2 separate regions of the Mus musculus genome follow, and region 2 is linked to region 1. A link is a contact called in public capture Hi-C data. All regions are on one chromosome and are shown on one strand. The core of a region is the stretch at or near the end of the contact, and the rest is flanking DNA. Distances in the headings are between cores, read along the strand shown. Region 1 overlaps Rxra (retinoid X receptor alpha). Region 2 has its middle 15 kb from the start of Ralgds.

Region 1 (6,471 bases), core at 1,792-4,291:
GCTGAGCTCAGCTCCTGAGAGGCTCATACAGCCTCAGGTCCACCTTCTGGCCGAGGCCCACCCCAGATCTACCACTCAAGGACCTGTCCTCCAGAGGGTATGCTGTATCAGCTACTCCCAGCAAGTGCTCCCTTGAGGGCATGTCCCCAAGGACAGACAATGTACCCCCTCCATTGGCAGAGCACTTCCTCCCTTTGCTTTCTCACTATAGAAAAAAAAGGGAGAGCCAGAAGCTGGGATCTAGCTCAGCTAGACAACTGTGTTATGACTTGGCCCCTAAAGGCCATGGAAACCTCTTATAGAGGTATTGTACCAAAAGAAGGGGTCACTGTGAAGAGAAAAGAAAACTCTAGCACTGACCCTACTCAGGAGTCCCTGAACAAAGGCGACTGAAGAGCTGATGGGAAGGTAGAAGGACACACAGTAGGCATTGGTTCCTATGCACAACCCAGACAGAGGAAGCTGGAGGGGCAGTGCTGGGGACAGCGTGGTATAGAGCCTGCCTCAGAGAGTGCCCAGCCCTGTGAGGCCCAGGCCTAAGACTGATGAAGGAATCTCACCCAGGCACCCATATAGACAGATATACAAACATACAGACAGATACATACACCCAGACAGACAGACAGACAGATACACACACACACACCAAACCAGAGAACTACTGTCCCACATGGAGGACCAGGAGGACACAGAGTAGCTCAGGAGGTCTAGCTATACAGCTTGACATCTGGGACCTCTGGGGAGTCACCTGGACTTGTCACCTAGCCTCCCGACCTCATACATATACATCTTGCTGATAAAACAGGCTCAGAATCCTGCTCCTCAGAGGACCTGTAGGCTAACAGGTAACCCTGCCAGGGATGAAACTGCAAGTGGCCTTGAGAAGAAGGGAAGCCCAAGATGACCCTCACCTGAATTCAGCAGGCTCTGGGAGATACTTGGTGGTCTCTAGGGGCCCCTTCCCCCACTCCAACCCAAATGTACCTTATCTCATGAGCCTCCCTTGCCATCTCCTCCCTAGGCAGGCAGAGATCATGTAGGTACCAAGCCTCTCTTCCCACCTTCCTCGCCCCCACTTCTGCTTCCAGCCTCCTCTGCTGTGCTTCTGGCCCGGTGCTTGCTCTCCAAGCCTCATCTGTCTCCAACACTGCTGGCTCACCCCAGCCATACCTCAAGAGTCTTGTCCTAGGAGCCATGCTGCCAGTGGGACAGACCTGGTCTATCTTGTCTGTTCTAAAATCCTAAAACCTAGCCACACAGCAGAACAGGGAGAGTCTGGTTGGGGAAGGGCTGGCGTGAAGGCAAGCTATCCAGACAGCTGTCTTAACAGCATAGGCCAGGGGCTCTGCTGAGCAGGAGGCACACAGAGAAACCTGCCAGGCTCTACCAGAGTCTGGCAAACTGCAAACTGCAGGCCTGGACTCTGTATGCAAATGCCCCCCACATAAAGAATGCTGAGGAAGGGACAATGGAGGCCCCCTGATGAGAAGAGCATGCCAGGCAGGAGGGTGTTCAAAGCCTACCTTCCCGCTTCATGCCCATGGCCAGGCACTTCTGGTAGCGGCAGTACTGACACCGGTTCCGCTGTCTCTTGTCGATCAGGCAGTCCTTGTTGTCTCGGCAGGTGTAGGTCAGGTCTTTGCGTACTGTCCTCTTGAAGAAGCCCTTGCAGCCCTCACAACTGTATACCCCATAGTGTTTGCCTGCAGGGTGGGGGTAGAGGATGGGTGAACTTAATGACAAGGCCCTCTCTCACCCACGTGTCATGCTGCAGACCAGGGCTCTGTATCCAGGTTTTAGAGTCCTTGTCTGGGCTCAGGCTGGACTCTGATCCTCCCTGTTCATCAGAGAACAGGTCCACCGCTACTACAGATTGGCGCTATGGGTCAGCAGCCCTGAGCACAGCATCCCCAACAATGGTGGTCTTGTGCTCTCTGTGCCTGAGCTATTGTGCCCTGGAAGAGGATGGGCACTATTCTCGGCTCAGGCTTGGCCCAGAGTGGAGGCCAGCAGACACTGCACCTCAGCCATCCATGCCTACATCTTCTCTTGGCATACCTCTAGACCACCCTTCCCATCCTAATGTCCACCTCACTTGAGGACAAAATGAGACCCCTGGAGCTCCCAACCCACCCCTTATTCTATCAGGCACAAGGGGCTACCCTGGGCTCTTGCTTCTCTGTACCCAACCCAATGGAAAAAGCTAGGGAGACTCAGTGAGCTGTGCCCAGGTATTGTGCCCCTGCCCACCAGGCATTCCTACCTGAGGAGCGGTCCCCACAGATAGCACAGATGTGCTTGGTGAAGGAGGCCATATTTCCTGAGGGATGGGCAGGAACCTTGAGGACGCCATTGAGGCCTAGTGGCGGCTTGATATCCTCAGTGCTGCTCACAGGGTTCATGGGTGAATTGAGCTGCAAGAGGAGGAGTGGGGTAGGTTAGCCCTGGCAGGCTGGGGATGGGCACTAATGAGAGCGGGGTCTCCTACAAGGAAAAACTCCCCTCTACAGAGCCTCACTCAGGCCAGAACAGCTACAAGCTAACAGGACCATCCTCAGAGTACCCCCTCATGAGAGCCAGGCCACTGCAGGGTACCAAAGTCCTTACATCTCAGTGATCCCAGCACTCTCGGCACCATACAAGAGGCTCACTTACTCCCCACCACCCACCAAGGAGCTACAGCTGCCATTTAACAATGTGCCATGGGCCCTGGACACATGAGAGCCCGGGCACTCGGCACTCCCCCACCACCCGGGTGAGGACAAGAGGCCCAGGTTCAGGGCTGCAATCAGGCTGGACTCCTCCAGAGTCACACATATCCCCACCACCCTGCATGACAGTGGTATCTGGGGGCAGAACAGGAGAGGAAAGCAAGTGGACACCCCAGACATCAAGCCATAGGGCCCATGTGGCTATCTTGGCCTCAGCACACCCCTCGCCTCTCCCTGCCCGCTGGCCGCCAGGGGCAAGCGTGGGAAACTCACCCTGTCACCCAGGCAACAGCTGCAGCGTCGCAATGACACAGCAGTTTTGGTTCCGCAGCCTCCAGCCTAGCTCTGCAGTAAGCACAGGGCCCAGAGGCGCTTCCCTCAGCCTGCCTATCTGCCAGGGCGTCAGAGCCCGGCTGGGTAGTCCCCCCACTTCTGAAAACCCCTGACAACGGCAGAAAGCCAGCTGTACAGTCCGCACTGGCCTTGTATAGCCCCTGCTGCCCCCCTGCAAGGGGAACCTCCCCGCCTTCCTCAGGGCCTCCTGCCCCATCCCCCACCCCTTTCTCACGGGGCAGGAAAAGAGCAGATTCTGCAGCCCTAGCTGGCCGGCACTGTGACACAGACTGTGAGGTTCAGCAAGGATACCTCATCCCGGTTAGCTTTAGGGGGGCTGCTGGGGAGCCTGGAGATCCACACAGAGAACCAACTCTGAGTGTGTCAGAGGGGGTTGTCAGGACGTGGAAGGTCTTAGCGGCAGGCAGGCCATCTCACTGCAGAAGAGAGCAGCAGTCCCTGTGGTGTTCACTGGCTGAAGGCCCTATGTAGGAATCCTGGGGCGGCAGGGAGACGGGCGGCAGGGAGACAGCCGGCTTTTGCTGGCAAGACTGTACATCCCTCCACTCCACTCACTGTATGGGAAGCCTAACCCTGCAGGTTTCTGGAGGTCTTGGCTCTGGGCAGAATAAACAGCTTGGGGCCCGTGAAACCTGATGTCAGGGCAGAGCAGAGGTTGATCTGTAGCACCGAGCCGGCCCCCACCCCCACCCTGGCCCCGAGAGCTCCACAGTAGGCAACGTGGGAACCCGTGACTTGGAAGACGATTTCTTTGCCCTTCCCAGATTTGAGCTGACGGACCAGGACAGTTTCTATTCTTTCCTTCCTCAGCATCCCCCACGAACCACAGCCCCATCGTCCTGGGTACTTCTGACCCATCTTTCAGGAGACCCAGGACTGGGCAGCCCTCGCTGGAGCCCGAAGACTCCCTGGGTGGGGGCCATCCCATTTCCCCTTTCATATCCTTAGCATTTATTTCAGTTCCACCCCATCACTACTGCACCTGGGTCCCCACCTATCTCTCAGGCACCCTGTCTTCCACTCCTACCTCACCCTGTCCTCCCAAGCCCACTCAGATGAGCTATCCAGAGCAGACCTGCTCTCATGCACTGCACGCTCCCCACAGCCCCGTTCCCCATCTGCCTGGCTATAGCCATCATGAAACACACGCTTACAAAGTCACTGCAGTTCCCACAGTGCGAGATCCTCCCCGTAAATCAGGACAATCAGAGGCCTTGATGCCTTGCTCTCTACATCTGGGCAGTCAGAAATGCTTCCCAGTTGTAAATTACCCAGGGAAGCCAGCATGGACAGACAGACAGTGGGGTCTGGGAAGTAGTGGGGAGCATCCCACTGGGCCCTGTCTTAGTAGAGCCCCCAAAACACATGAGCCACATCAATGGCTTGGGCACCGGGTGGCTGTGGCCTGACATAGCAAGGAACCTCATGGAGCCGAGAGCCAAGAGGGGTCAACACTGAAGCCAGGGAACTATGGAGATCAGCTCTTCATTTACCCTCACTACTCATGGCTTCCAGAGCTAGCAAGGGTACAGAGAAGCTATGATAAAAAAGAGCATGGCCATGCCAGGGGAGGTGGCTGCATGATCAGGCCTGCTTCATGCCTGCACACAGGCAGTCATGCCAGCAGCACCTCAGGCCTTCTGTCTGCTTCTGAAAAGCAAGGTGGGGAGCAGGGGACAGTGTAACAGATTGCTCATAAATAACACCCTAGCCCTTCTATGTGTTCAGATGCTTGGGTTAGCTTGCAAACACACACACACATACACACACACACACACACACTAGGGCAAAGGGGCTTATATGGAATCGACCTAGAAAAAGCAGCCAGATTGTCTGGAGGAGAAGCTTAAGAGGCTCAGACCAGTCTCAAGAGGCTACCTGGTGAGGTGTAAGTGGTCTCTCTACACACCCCCGGCACCAGGAAGGGGGGCACGGATGTCATGGCTCAGGGCACAAGGCTTTGGAAATCAAGGGACACAAAGGTGCTGTTGGCCCTCTGGTTCTAGTGAGGATGGTTCCAGGTATGCCACAGGGAGGTGGCACAGCAAAGCTACTGGGGGTGGAAAACAGAACCCAACCCGAGAAGCTCAGAGCAGAAAGGGGATCCCTGACCTGTTTCAGAAAAGGTAAAAGGAACCCCAAGGAGCTGGTTTTCCAGATGCAGAGTTTCGTGTACGCCAAGGACAAAATCCTGTTAGAAACTCACCAAGACCCTCAAGAAAATAGAAGCAGGGTGAGGCTCTATAAGATATCCATCAAGCATTCAGGGCTTGGGAGGAAGAGGCTGAGCAAGACCCCTAGAGTGCCCACAGCAAGACGAGGGCTCTACCAAGCCCACAGAAAAGGAAGTCACGTCTTGCAGATAGCCACCATCCACAGGGCCACAGAGAGCCAGAGCCCATGCAGAGGCTGCCGCCAGGGGCCTCTGTAGAACCTAAGGGTGGGTTCCCAGGACCAGGATGTGCTTTCCCTGAAGGCCTGGGTATACTGAGGCCAGTGTCCCAGGAAGAGGAACCTATGAGCCCTCAGGGACCACTGGAAGATGGCCCCAAGCCTGGGGAAGCATATACCCCAGAGTTCCACAGTCCTGGGGACAGGCTCCAGGCTGAGCTGAAGACCAGCTGCAAGAAATTTCAACTGACAGAGCTTTCGAAGCCAGTGTGGGTCAGCCAGAGTGAGGCTCAGTCCTACCACTACTCTCGGAGACCAGCTTTTGCTCTGTAGCCCACTCTCATGAAGAAACAGTAGAAATCTCAGTTCTGAACCATTGGTTTACAGCCTACAGGGGAAGCTCCCATTTTCTGTCCCATGTCACTAAACCTCATCCTAGCACTTACCTGGGGGCTACCAGTCCCGAAGCCCAATGTGGGTGTGGTGGGTACCGACATGGAGTGCGGGCCCATGGGGGAGCTGATGACAGAGAAGGGCGGACCCATGCCATTGATGGGGGAGCTCAGGGTGCTGATAGGAGAGTGCAGCTGCCCAGGCGAGCCCAGTGGAGAGCCGATTCCCGGACCCAAGGAGGGGTGCAGCGAGGGGACAGCCATGGAGCCTCGACCCGTTGGAGAGTTGAGGGACGAAGAGTTCACCTGGGTAGAGAAGTCTGCAAGACAAGAATTGGCAGGAAGGAGAGTTAGAGCATCCTCTAGGACCTGGGAATCTCCCGAGGACCCCTTGCCATACTCTAAAAGCCAGACTATCTTTAAGGGCCCCAAGAGATGCCACTGGCATCCATCTTAGACTCTCTGGGTTCAGGACGAGCACAGCAAGCTAAAGGCTCTAATGTCTGTGACCCTTCCCTCTGGACCACATGACCTAGACTTCTGGGTACCACAGCAGGGCAGTTCCGACTACAGGCCCTTGGCCCCTCTCGCTCCACGCCACATGCCAACCTTTCAAGCAGGGT
Region 2 (6,471 bases), core at 2,211-4,710, 780 kb before region 1:
CAATTTTAGGCAGTGGGTCTCTGGCCACTGGCTAACTATAGGTTGTTCTGGTGCAGCTTGGCCTGAGCAGAGACACCCGCACCAAGGGACAGCGGAGAGCTGGGAGAGGCTGTGGGTGAGGGGAGCCCACAGCCAGGCTCTTGTGCTCAGCAGGCCATGGCCATCCAGGGTTCAGGAACCACAGGAATCAGGACAAATGGGCCCTTGTGGTGCAGGAGACTGTTTGCTGTGCCAGGGACACTGCGTGCCCAGAGCTGCCACCAGCCTGCAGCTCAGGGCTGGGAAGTAGGACTGCCCTTTCAGAAGGACCTCCCGAGTTGCCCTGACCTAAAGAGGGCTTCAGACTCCATCTAGATGCCAGGAGATGGCAGCGCTGGTGCCTGCTGCCCTATTTCCCACAGAACTTTTCCAACAAGGAAGTTACCCAGCCTGGGGGCTGGTACTGCTTTGTCCCACCCCCGAGCTACCTGCTGGCTCTCTACCCATCCTGATTTTGTTCCTTCTTTGGTGTCTTTCCAGAAGTCAAGACTCTCAGATGCTCATATCTGGGAACCTAACAGAAGAGCAAACTGCCAGTCCCCCTTTCCTGTTGGGGCCTGCCAGGGGCTACCTGGTCTCCATGCCCACAATATGATAACAGAATGACCATGCACGCCAGGCACTGTGTAGAGCACTTCCTAGCCACTGAAATGCTGGGTAAGCTGAGAATGATGAACATATGAACAGATCGGAGAATGGACACTGAAGCAGCTGAGTGTGAAAGCTCACCTTCCTATCCCACAGCTAGGATGTGACAGCCCTCCCTGCCTCAGCTACTTGTCCCTTCACATATACACTGGCCCAGCCACCTGTAGGTCTGTTAGGTCTGGGGACACACATTATTGGACCACAGAAACAAGGGCCTGGATTTGCTCAAAAGTGGGCAAGGGTGTCCTGAGGCAGGGAGATGTCCCGAGCCACCCCAGCAGCATGCACACAGAGCACACACTGATCTGCACCCCACACAAGGCAGCAAACGATGCCGTCTTGAAGGCCCAGAGACCTGGGAAGAGGCCTGAAAGGCACAGCATTTTCCCCACACAACTACCCCACAAGGACAGACTGTGACCCGGTGGCTCCCTCCCTCAGTGCCTACATCTATAGCTTCTGTGCCCAGCACCTGTTCCTGGCAGGGCTGCCGGGAGCAGTGCAGGAAGCCAGGGCTCTGTGAAGGGATTTCCCAGCCCTGGTTGCTAGGAAGGAAATACTCTTAGAATCCCAAAGATGTTGAGAATACGAATCTCAGCCCCTTCCCAGGGGACACCACCTGCCCACATGCTCCCTCCAGCCTCTGGTTGTCACTCTGGCCACTCAGGGCTGCTCCAAGCCAGGTGAACCACCTTGCTTTTAAAATTAAAGTCCAATCTTGAGCATGGATGTTCAGTTCAGAGGCCTGAAACTGGCCCCGGGGAAGCAGTGGATGACGGCAAGGCCACGTCAGATGGCTCAGACAATAGACCCCACCTCCCGGGGTCTGCGTGGGAATATTTGTGGATTCAATTCAGAGCCTGCAAGTGTCCTTGCCTGTTGCCTGTTCTAAGAGCTGTCCCTTCTGGAGAATCCTGTGGCTATCTGCCTTCAGATACTCCCTGTACCTTTGGAAGGCCTGCTTGTGTGGTGTCAGGTGTCTGAGCACCCTCATATACACTTTAAGTCTTTAAGCCTGCAGGGGAGGTCATGAAGGCTTGGGGTTAAAGGGCTAAGTCAGGATTCTCATCTGCCTGGCTTCATCCTCCTCCCTTCTGACTTCCAGACAAGCCAGACCTGCTAGCACCTCCCCCTCCTTGTGACAATCAGGGCTGGGCCACAGTCAGGCAAGGGTGGATTCCTTTGCAATGGATTTCTTTCAGGTGGGGAGAACCCCAAGGACTCAAAATCATTTCTTCTCTGCCCTCCCAGTTTGAACTTTTGTTTTGTTTTATTTTGTTTTTTGAGACAGGGTTTCTCTGTGTAACCCTGGCTGTCCTGGAATTCACTCTGTAGACCAGGCTGGCCTTGAACTCAGAAATCTATCTGCCTCTGCCTCCCAAGTGCTGGGATTAAAGGCATGCGCCACCACTGCCGGGCCCAGTTTGAACTTTACTGGGCTATCTCACCTACCCCCAGTCTCTTGGGACATGTCACCTCTAGGGTCAGGATGGAATCCGGGAAGAGACAGAAGAGGAGGTAGGTTACACAGGCCCACCTCTCCTCATCTCCTTTGGCAATAAAGGGCCTTGGGCAGTGCTCAAGGGCAACGGCTCAGCCCTCTTCAGGGGAACAGACTCTGGGTTTCAACTCAGAGGAGGCGAGCAGGGAGAGGACTCAGTCCTCTCACCCAGCCCCGCAAGAGCAAGAAGCCTCAGCTCCTTAATTATGCACCCAGTCTAAGGGCAGGGCTACAAGGCCAGTCCAGGAGGTAGCCAGAGGCCACCTCTTGCTAGACTGTGTCCCTGAACAGCCTTCTTCCAGCACAGGGTTGGGCTCCACAAATGAACATAGCAGCACCTAAGGGGATCTATAGTTACCTATTCCCTTGCAGGGAGGCCAGGAGTGGGAATTTCCTTGGAGAAAGGGAAAGGGGAAGGAGAGAGAACACAGACAGGTTCTGAAGGATGGTAGCATGCACCTTTATCCCAGAACGTAGGAGGTAGGGGCAGGCAGATCTCTATGAGTTCAAGGCCAGCCTGATCTACATGGTGATATTGTTCTAAAAAATATACAAACAAACGAAAAAACACTGACTGGCTTAGCAATCATTTCAGGATATTTAATACTAAAACCTCAAGCCCAGTGTCCAGCTGCCCAGACTGTGTGCTGGAATCCAGTTACCTCAACCTCAAACCCTGGAATCTACCAGCGGAGGCAGGCAGACTCAGCCACGTGCAGGCCCTGGGCCCGATTTCCCACATCCCATGCAAGTCCCCAAACGTGACATAACTTACGGGGCAGTATTGATGTTTAAAGTGGTGAGCACACAGGGAAAGGGACAGATGAGCCAGAGATGGAGAAACAGGTCAAGAGGAATTATGCTGTGGTCAGCCGGCTAGTTAGTCTCAAAGTTGGTTTGAGACCACAGCCTTGTATTCCAGGAGCTCCAGGGGACTCTTGGTCTTTGCCACACCTGGGATGCTGCCGTGCCCCAGGACTAGGGAGTCCGGGGCTACAGGGTATTTGTGTTGTTAAAACATCGTGCCTGTCCCTCTGGAATGGCCGGCACCAGGCTACAATTGACTGTACAGCTGATTCTGAATCTTTCTGACATTCTACCACTGTCCAATTGTCACTCGGATATCTAGAAAATGGCATTGGTTGCTAAGGGACTGGCCTGATGGTAGGCAGCTGCAGCTTGGGGTAATAGGAAGAGGGAGTAGACTGGGGTTTCTCTCAGTAAGGATCCTGGGGCTGTGGGCTGCTAGGCCCTATATGGAGGTGTGGGTGGATCAACCACAGGAGGTAACCACTCAGAGCTAAGAGCCACACACAGGCGGTGGGAAAGCCCCTAGCCGGGAGTCTTCCTGCAGGTATTTTGGGGGACTATGGTTGCTAAGCAACTGTACTAGGTTGCCATGGGAACTCTCCCTTCTTCTGGGACTTGTCATTTTTATGGAGATGCCACATTCCTTCCCATCTCTACCTCCTCAGGCTGTCTCAGCTACCTGTAAGGGGCCCTGGAGGCTCCCCAAACCTACCTTTGCCTACAAGGAAGCCACCTATCCAAGAAAGTACTATGCCTCTAAGACTCAGTTTGGGGGTGTGTGTGTAGGGGATTCAGGTCTCACAGTGTACCTCAGGATGACCTTGAACTCATAATTCTCCTGCCTCAGCTGGGATTGCAGTCGTGCACCACCCCGTGACCCTCTAAGAGAGGATTCTCTTGAGGTTCAAGACCCAACACAGAAAGCAGAGTTGAGGCCCTCATTAGAGTCAGGGGGATGAAAAAAATCTGTCTAGCTTGGTTTGCATCTCCATTCCTGCTAACCACCAACTCAGGCTCTTCCTGCCTTGACAGGGCTCTGACCACTAGAAGCCCAGTATAACTGGAAGGCATTCTCCGCCCTAGCCCTGGTGCCTGGCCCCTCCCTGGCTTGTCTGTAAAGGAGTGTCACCTGGGGCTTGCCATTACCCAACCAGGGGTTGTCCCCATGCCCAGCCAACCAGTGTTGGCAGCAGGCCATGCTGGGTAGACATGCCTCCTCTGGGACAGGCTAAGGCTAAGGTCCCTGCCAGCCATGTGTTGTATAAGCAGCTCACCTTTCCCTAAAACTACTTCTTGTGGCCTGTGGTAATAGGTAGGGGAGCTGTCTGGAAACTGCAGTAGGCCAAGGCAACTTACTGGTGACGAGCCAGAGGGAGGCAAAGTCCAGGCCCCAAGGTGTGTGTGTTGGGGAGAGGGGGTGGGGGAGAAGCTGAGGTCTCCTCAGTGGTTACCAGCAACACCCTGCTGCTCGCCTGCTCTCATTCTGATTTCCTTCAGTGTGTGTCACCAAGGATGACTCCTGACCTGTTTACAGTTTGCTTTGTCTCCTGGCAACCAGATGAGCTTTTGTGGAAACTCGGGACAGGGCAGTGCAGTACTGAACTTCCACACCAGAGGTTACAGCGCCACCTGCTGGTGCTACCATTGGTGGCCTTCAAGCCTTCCTACACAGGTGAAATTCTGCCAGATCCTAAGGAACCTGGCCTTCCCTATAACCCTCCTCACAGGCTCAGCTGTGTCCTTCCAAAAGCCCTTGGGTCCTGCAGATCCAGGCAACACAAGGCTAGACTGGGATGGGGTCAGGTCAGGGCTCACTCTCTCACTCTCACACACTCTCTCTCTCTCTCTCTCTCTCTCTCTCTCTCACACACACACACACACACACACACACACACACACACACACACACACACACGATGTCCTTACAGTAATGGAGACAACCAGACACAGACACACAGAGACACAGACACACAGAGGCAGCTGTGTGGAGGCAGAGGACTACAGACACGTTTAGGGGGATTTAAAGCTAAGGACTACAGCCATGCCAGAAGCTGTGGTTCAGTGGTGTTGATGCCTTGCTTTTAGGCTTCTGTCCTCTAGAACCACGAGAGATTTCTGTTGCACAGGGTCATCCAGTATATGGCATTCTGCTAGAGCAGCCACAGGACACTAACACAACGTACCAGGCCTGTCACCTTTTTGTCACCGTCATGCCTACCTCGCTGACTCTTGTCTCGCTCCCTGTCAGCTTTCTGCACTGCTCTTCCTGCTTTCTCTCGTGTGGCTGACCTATGAGATGCACAAGCACATGGATGAATGGCTCTCCAGCTCTGCTACTTCACCAAGTTCAGACAACCGTAAAAGTCAGAAGCTGGGGAAATGGCTCAGAGGTTACAGGGCCAGGACCTCCACGACTCAGGCAAATGCCTGATGGCTGTGGCTATCCAGACAGATATAAATCTAGCCTCAAAGGATAGAGACGGAATCTCCAGAGCAAGCTGGCCAGCAAGCCCAGCCCTATTAGTTGAGACCCTGCCTCCCTCAATGATCACAGCACCTACCATATGCATGTGCCAACACATGCATCTACGCCCAGTGTGTTGGAGTTCCCAGCACTCGGAAGAGGATGTCTGTGAGTTCTGGGGTCTACACAGTGAGTTCCAGGATAGCTAGTGCTATGTAGAGACCCAGTCTCAAAACAAATGAACCAAAACTCATGCACAACATATATACACATATATGTATAACACACATACCTGAAAATGGAAGAGGAAAAAGTCAAGAGACAGCAGCAGGTGTGCAGATGGGGGGTGGGGTGGGGTGGGGTGACAGCAATGAAGGCAATAGCAGGTGAGGAAGAAGATGCTTCCTGCTGCTCATGGCCACCCTGGTGCCAGGACAACCAACCTCTGTGTTTCCATATCCCTGGCCCTTCGATCTCAGGAGGCTAAAGGCCATGTGAGTCACCCATCTCTGTCCTTTGTTTTCCTCTCAAGGCCTACCTGGTCTCCCATAAGCACAGTGGAGACTCATTCCAGCACCTACTTGACCGTGTGTGTGTGTGTGTGTGTGTGTGTGTGTGTATGTGTGTGTAAGATGACACCGTAACACTTGGGGACTGCTGTCAGCTGTGACTAAAACACAACCTTAAGAGTTGGAAGAATTGTGGGTGGGGATGGAGAGTGGCAGGGATATAAACTACAGCAAGCCTGGCTCTGGGCAGTGGTACAGGGACAGTCATGTCCTCTCTTGGTCTCCTCTCCCAGCCTACACACTGGAGGGTCGACAGGTAAGCAAAGTCAGATGTGCCCCTCTGGCACACACCTCCCATTGGCCTGCATGCTAACTCTTCTGCTCAGCCCATACATCAACCCTAAGCCGCCGGCCGATCCCCACCAGCCCTAACCCCATCCCCTGAAGTGGGCTGGAACTGACTAGCTTCCAACTAACAAATACCATGACCACAAGGTCAC

What was found. Capture Hi-C pulls out chosen DNA fragments and counts their contacts.
Region 2: a capture Hi-C map of embryonic stem cells shows a contact between it and region 1, with 2.2 times the contacts expected there. The contact joins two enhancer-like sites. A contact is called at or near these places in 1 of 39 promoter capture datasets (the C10 cell line) and 1 of 9 other capture datasets (embryonic stem cells).

The regions. Positions count from the first base shown.
Region 1 is chr2:27,736,996-27,743,466 of GRCm38.p6, reverse strand. It overlaps Rxra (retinoid X receptor alpha), which reads right to left. Exons shown (of 10, transcript NM_011305.3): 2 at 5,903-6,168; 3 at 2,264-2,414; 4 at 1,524-1,703. Among named protein-coding and RNA genes, the nearest start is that of Rxra, 63 kb to the right of the region's middle. Within about 2 kb of position 3,041, at least 214 of the 459 cell types and tissues checked have an H3K27ac peak or open chromatin away from gene starts, as enhancers often do. A contact at or near this core is called in embryonic stem cells, where this site is marked.
Region 2 is chr2:28,515,495-28,521,965 of GRCm38.p6, reverse strand. It overlaps a transcript of Ralgds not described here. Among named protein-coding and RNA genes, the nearest start is that of Ralgds, 15 kb to the left of the region's middle. Within about 2 kb of position 3,460, at least 227 of the 459 cell types and tissues checked have an H3K27ac peak or open chromatin away from gene starts, as enhancers often do. A contact at or near this core is called in embryonic stem cells, where this site is marked.